2 separate regions of the Zea mays genome follow, and region 2 is linked to region 1. Evidence: chromatin contacts called from public Hi-C data. All regions are on one chromosome and are shown on one strand. Each heading gives the region's core, a stretch centred on a gene start, on an enhancer-like site or on the middle of the called end of the contact. The rest is flanking DNA. Distances are from core to core; before and after follow the strand shown.

Region 1 (3,102 bases), core at 452-2,951:
AACAACAAAACAGAGATTCTGACTTACATACACCATATAATCCATCCTATTTCCAAAGACTAGCATATCCTAACGCTATTTATCCCACCCTAGTAGATCTATCTAACCTAAACTAGTCTATTCTAGTCATATCCAATCCTATCTAATCTATTATGATCAAACCTACTGTGAGTCACTAAAACATGATTGGCTAATGCTAAGGAAATACATTAGACCCTGCTACTGTAAACAAGTTTGAGATCTTAAATCAACTCGGCCATACCCAACAACTTGACCTACATAACATGTTACATAACTAATCCCATCTAGCATATAGCTACCTACTAAACCCTCTACCCATCTGTTACCTACAGATCTATCTTAACCTCATGTCCCAAACTCGGATGGAGACACCAAAGCTCAGGAAGGAAGAGATCAATCTCATTAAAGAAGAATAGGAATCAAGCTAGACCCCAAAGGAAGCTAGATTATGCCACGACAACACTCATTGCGACCTACCCACTAACCATCTGTCCTTGCCTACAAGCCATCTTAACTATATGTCCCCAACTTGGGTAACGTTTACATGGCTGAAGATCAAAGATGATCGACCTCATCAAATCAAGGAAGGATAAAATCGGATCTTCAAAGGAGTCACGATCCACAATCTTGGATGGAGCCTTCCTTACCGTACCCCTTTTCTTACTCAAACCTATCTATGCTTTAAAGACATCTTTTACCCTACATAATAAAGTGGATATACATATATATACCCATGTTTTCGTAATCACCTGCTAATTTGTATTATAAACTTGAACAAAAAAAGAGTCTTTTGGTATTATAATCCCTTAGAAATTGAAACATAGACTATAAACCAAACTTGTTACACCCTCTTTCTTACAAATCTCGAGGACGAGATTTCTGTTAAGGGGGGTAGGATTTGTAAAGCCCAAAATTGGTATAAGAAAATAATAATAATAAAATGAATAGATATATAAATAAGTGGGTGTTTTGGGATCCATTGATTTCCTTTTTTCTCTTTGCATACCCAAATAATGGCATTAAATTATGCAAATAACAAATAAATAAATAAAGAAATGTGTATCTCATGCTGATATTATTTTGAGGCACCTCGTTTGAATAAAGGAATCATAACTTAAATTGACCTTAAAGTATAAAGAAAATATAAAATAGAAAGTGAGAAAGGAAAATGGTAATAATCATCCATTACTCCTAGAATTAAAAACATTGAGAAGAATAAATAATACCATTGAAAATAGTAGGATCTATAGGATTATGTTGAGATTGAAAATCTGAAATTTAAAACAAAAAGTGGAAACGAATTTGAATTTGAAATAGAAACCTGAAAAGTTGAAAGAAATTGCAATAAAAAGGAAAAAGAATGTATATATTATAAAGAAAAATGTAAATAAATAAAAATAATTCCTCGTGCTGGTACTTTTAAATTGTGCACTAAATCTGTGAAAGGAGCTCACAAACAAATTTTGAAATCAAATTCAAATCTGAAATTCAAAAAGAAAATAAAAAAAGAAAGAGAAGTAATACAGGCACACCTCGGCCGATTTTCCCTTCCCCGACCCACCTCCATTGTTTCCTCCGCGCGGCCCAACCGGGGAGAAAATTTGCACGCAGACCGGTGGGCCCACTCCCTCTACCGCTCTCTTGCTCTCTGACTGATGGTCCCCGGATCGCCAACCTCTCCCTCCCTCGTGTGTGCCATCACTGCTTGTGGGCCGCTCTGGTCAGCTGCGTCTTCAACTGAAGACCGATCCGACTGGGCAGATTTTGTTAAGGATCGCGCATGGCTTGCGGCCATTGTAAACCCTTCCCTTATTCCCCGTCGAGCTCCTACGGATTCGGCCATTCCAGCTCGACCCAAATCCACATACCCCTCCTCCGATTCTTCTAGCTCTGGCCATTGCGAATCCATGCCGAATTCTCCAGGTTGTTGCAACAACCGAAGTCTTCGCCGATTGCTGAAATCCACGCGACGGGCACCTAGTTCCCAGATCGTAAAGCCGGGCACGGTCGCCTTGGGCCTTCGTCACACATCCACTGCTCGCGCGGTGGGGGAATTGAGCGCTGTGTGAGCATTGCATTGGGGAAGGAGTAGTGTCTAGGCCACGGCTTTGGCGCTGTCGTCGTCCAAATCTCGATTGGGAGTGTAACACCCCAGGTGTTACCCAGGCCCTGGCTTAAAATGTGCATCTATGGCCTATTGTCACATGTGTTTAAATGGAAAGAGAGGACACCCAAAGCTTTAGAACCATGGCTAAACTAAGTGATGATCATGATGGGAGGGATACCCTAGCCTTCATGTATCTTCACCTATGAAAAAGGTTCTAAAACCCTAATTTCCCCTCTTAGGCCATTAAACCCCCCAAACATTGGATTAAAGGGAAAACTATGCAAATGGCCAATTCATGGATTGAACCCTTTACCAAAGTTGAAGACATTAATATACCTACAAAATATAGTAAGAGAGGTATTACAAAAATGTCCTACAAAAACCCCAAAATTAAGCCCCAAGTGGAGAGCACCCTAGAGCAAGCCATTTTTCTCTAAGTCAAAAATCAGCCTTAGTCTAAAGATCAGAAGAGTTCACCCTTTTGCTGGCGCCAAAACCACTTGGTCCAAATAACAAAAAGTAGCCAAACTACCCAAGGCACACCCCTGAAAAATTTGAAACCAATCCAGGGTCGTTTTACACGGTTTGACATCTTTTTGTCGTGGGGTGAACAGTGCAGACAGACAAGACTTGGCGCCACCATATCTTCCAAGCTAGACCCGATCTCCCCTTGGAACTCACATGAACTAGATAGCTCTAGGTGCAGGGAAGAAATCTTGAACAAGTCATATGGCAAGATTCGCACGTTTGGGTGCTCAGCAGGCGCAAGAACTCGGTCAGATTAACACGGCCACGTGTTCGACGCGTCCTGGCAACGCCAGAGCACGCCCCAGCGCTCGGCCCCACGTCGCGCCGCGTCAACCCCGTGCCCATGACCGCGCTCACGGCTATAAAGCCAACCCCGGCCTTGACCGTACACCCCCGCGCGCTCCCAACCCTGCCCAAGCACGAGTTCACCGGCGTTTGCCCAAAGA
Region 2 (3,102 bases), core at 239-2,738, 230 kb before region 1:
GCACACCGGACAGTCCGGTGCAGCTTGGTGACCATTGGCTCTGGCCACACATCGCCCGTTGATTGCGCGCTGATTGCGCTGTCGACCGTTGGCGCAGACGTTGTTGGCTCATCGGACAGTCCGGTGTACACCGAACAGTCTAGTGTACACCGAACAGTCCGGTGTACACCGAACAGTCCGGTGAATTTTAGCCGCATCGTCCTCGATGATTCCTGAGAGCAACAAGTTCGTGGACGCGCCAGCCTGGGCACCGGACAGTGTCCGATGCACCCGCGGGCTGGTGAAGTCTGGCTGTTTCAGCTTAACTTCTTTTGCTCCTTTTTGACTTTACTCAACTGAGTTCTTGACACTTAGACAAGCATGTTTAGCACATAAAACAAATGACTAAGTGTCTAGAACTTACCTTCATACTTGATCCGTCTAGATTTGCTTCATATACCTTTGCTCAACGTCATGTTAGTTCTCACATAGTGTGTTGTGCATCTAATCACGAAAACAATATAGAAATGGCCCAAGGGCACATTTCCCTTTCAGTCTCCTCCTTTTTGGTGATTTATTCCAACATATAAAAAAGCAACTCATTTTGAACAGTAATGCCCAAAATGTGCATAAGAAAATAACAACAACAACAACAACAACAATAATAATAATAATAATAATAATAATAATAATAATAATAATAATAATAATAATAATAACAAAATAAAGATATGGATAAATGAAATAGTAAATTCAGATATCTCAAATTATACTTGAGTGTTGAAAATTGAGAACTGAATTTTGAAAACCAAGAAATATTTTAGAAAAGAAGTAATAGAAAAGTTTACTATTGAACTAATTGATTATGCATATTATTAAAGGATGCACCATAAACATTTATTTACATGAATACTTAATTTCGAAGTAACTTTTACTTCTTATCCCACATTCAAAGAAAACAATATGAGTGTGTCTCATATATCAAACCTTTAATCAATTAAAATAAATATATATCTATTGTTTCATAATTGATTTGGAGTATGTAGTAAAAGGTGAATTCCTAAACTTTATCTTAGATTGGAATTAGAATTTTGTAATGTCAAAAAGGAATAATATAGGAATATAATAATGAGATGGGAATTAGGTTTTAACCCAAAGGTGCAATATTAGAATTTGAGAAAAGAGAAGAAAATACTAAACAAATGAGGAAAAATAAAATGTATAAATAAGAATATACTTCTTTACACTAATATTTGAATTGGGTACATTTTGATTCATGGTGAGACTCATGACAAAATTTAAATTTAGATTTGAAAATCAAGAGAATGGAAAAGAAAAGGAAAAGAAATAACCAAAATAAAAGAAAAGAGAAGCTGTGCGCTGGGCCGGATTCGCTAAGCTCGGCCCACCTTCCCTTTATACCCGCACAGCCCACTTCTTATCACGCCGCGTGCCCCTCAAACCCACTGACATGCGGGTCCCTCGGTCATTCTCTGTCACGCTCCACACGCGTCAACCTGGTCTTTGATGTGTGGGGATCGTTGCTCAGCCTCCGGTCGCTGGAATTCATCGCGGTGCAGTGGGGCCTGGCCGCCAGTCGCCCTAACGCTTCCTTTCTCTCCCCTGTCTCTGTCGCATGGGGTCCCTTTGACAGAGTCGTCGACCTCGCACGCATGGCGAACTCCGTTTAACCACCACGCGAGAAGCTCGACACGAACGCCTAGGCCCGGTCTCCTGGCCCCGCGTGTAAATTGGGGCCATTGCCAACCTCCGCGGCCTCTTCCTCATCCAGTCGAGACTCGAAATACTCACCGTAGAGAGCTGACCATGTGTTGTGTGGGGCGGAAAGCTCGCCGCCGTCGGCGCCACCTCCACACGTTGAGGGCCGGGCTTCGGTGGATGCCGGGACCACCACTAGGGCACTCCGCACGTGGTCGAAACCCTTCTGGGCGAGCTCGGCAGCTGGGGTTGCCTGGATTTCTTGTCGACGCTATGCAACGCCTTCGCCCGCCCCTCGTCGCGATTACAACCCCTACTGCCCGATTGTCGGTATGTTTGCGCTCTTGTATTTTGTATGCATCCGGTGGTTCGAGTAGCCGCCCTCAGGAGGGCCATTGACTTCGTATTGCGAAAACCGAAGGTCTCACTGGAGCCCTCCGCCGCGGAATACCGTAGGCGCATCGTAGTTCGGTCAGCAGGGACGTCGAGGGGTTAGGGGCGACTTCTGGGCCGCCCGATCGATTTTGGGCGATCAAGATTAGAACGACGTACTACTTTGGCTGGGATCAATCCTGGCCGCTGATCTGTGCATGGACGGGCTGGGTTGAGAGAAGTAGAGTGTGATCCGGGCCATCGATCTCAGATTGGTCGGTCGTAGATCAAAACCCATTCCTTTGATTCATGTTCTAATCGGGGCCATTCAGCCGAGATCGGAGGGCTCAGAGTCGCCCATACCCCTTCATCCGCTGTTTTGCAGATGAGTCCATGTACTTTTATGAAATTGAACCCGACATCCCCCGCGGGATAGATCTGTGTCTTAGGCAATCTTACCCCAGGAACCCTATATTTTCCAGAAATTGATGTGCAGTCCTGGCCTCTAGGAAAATTAATTATGGAAATTCATTTAAGAAATTCATTTAAGAAATGATTTTTAGCACAAAATTAATTATGGAAAACTTGTTTAATCCCAAGAAAATTCATATTAAGTCCAAATGAGTCCATTTCAGTTTCTATAATTTTGTAAGATTATTGTTTATCATTTAGTAACTCTGTTTTAACATGAAAATGGTATTAAAAATTATTTCTTAATTAATCTCGTATCAAATACATAAAATCTTAGGAAATTCGTATCTTCCTCATTTTAACTCCGATTTGATCCGTTTAAGTTGCGTTAGTCTCGTATAAATAATTAATATGCAATAACAATAGTTATTATGCCATGTCTCATTCTTTTATAATTAGATCTTTATTTAACTTATGTTGGTTAGTCTTGTTAATGTGCTCATCATTATCTACCAAAATATAATTTATGGTAAATTTATAACTTAGATTAAAGTTGAGATAATTATTTATAGAATAACCTCTCATATGATTTATCCTAACCAATTCATAATATAGTTTAAT

What was found. Hi-C and Micro-C count contacts between places; a contact is called where the count stands out from the background.
Region 2: a Hi-C map of tassel shows a contact between it and region 1, with 5 times the contacts expected there. The contact joins two enhancer-like sites. A contact is called at or near these places in 3 of 25 Hi-C or Micro-C datasets (bundle sheath, endosperm and tassel).

Annotation. Positions count from the first base shown.
Region 1 is chr5:146,085,975-146,089,076 of Zm-B73-REFERENCE-NAM-5.0, reverse strand. No RefSeq gene overlaps it. Among protein-coding and RNA genes, the nearest start is that of LOC111589423, 19 kb to the left of the region's middle. Within about 2 kb of position 1,701, at least 16 of the 20 cell types and tissues checked have an H3K27ac peak or open chromatin away from gene starts, as enhancers often do. A contact at or near this core is called in bundle sheath and tassel, where this site is marked.
Region 2 is chr5:146,319,842-146,322,943 of Zm-B73-REFERENCE-NAM-5.0, reverse strand. No RefSeq gene overlaps it. Among protein-coding and RNA genes, the nearest start is that of LOC103628521, 86 kb to the right of the region's middle. Within about 2 kb of position 1,488, at least 17 of the 20 cell types and tissues checked have an H3K27ac peak or open chromatin away from gene starts, as enhancers often do. A contact at or near this core is called in bundle sheath and tassel, where this site is marked.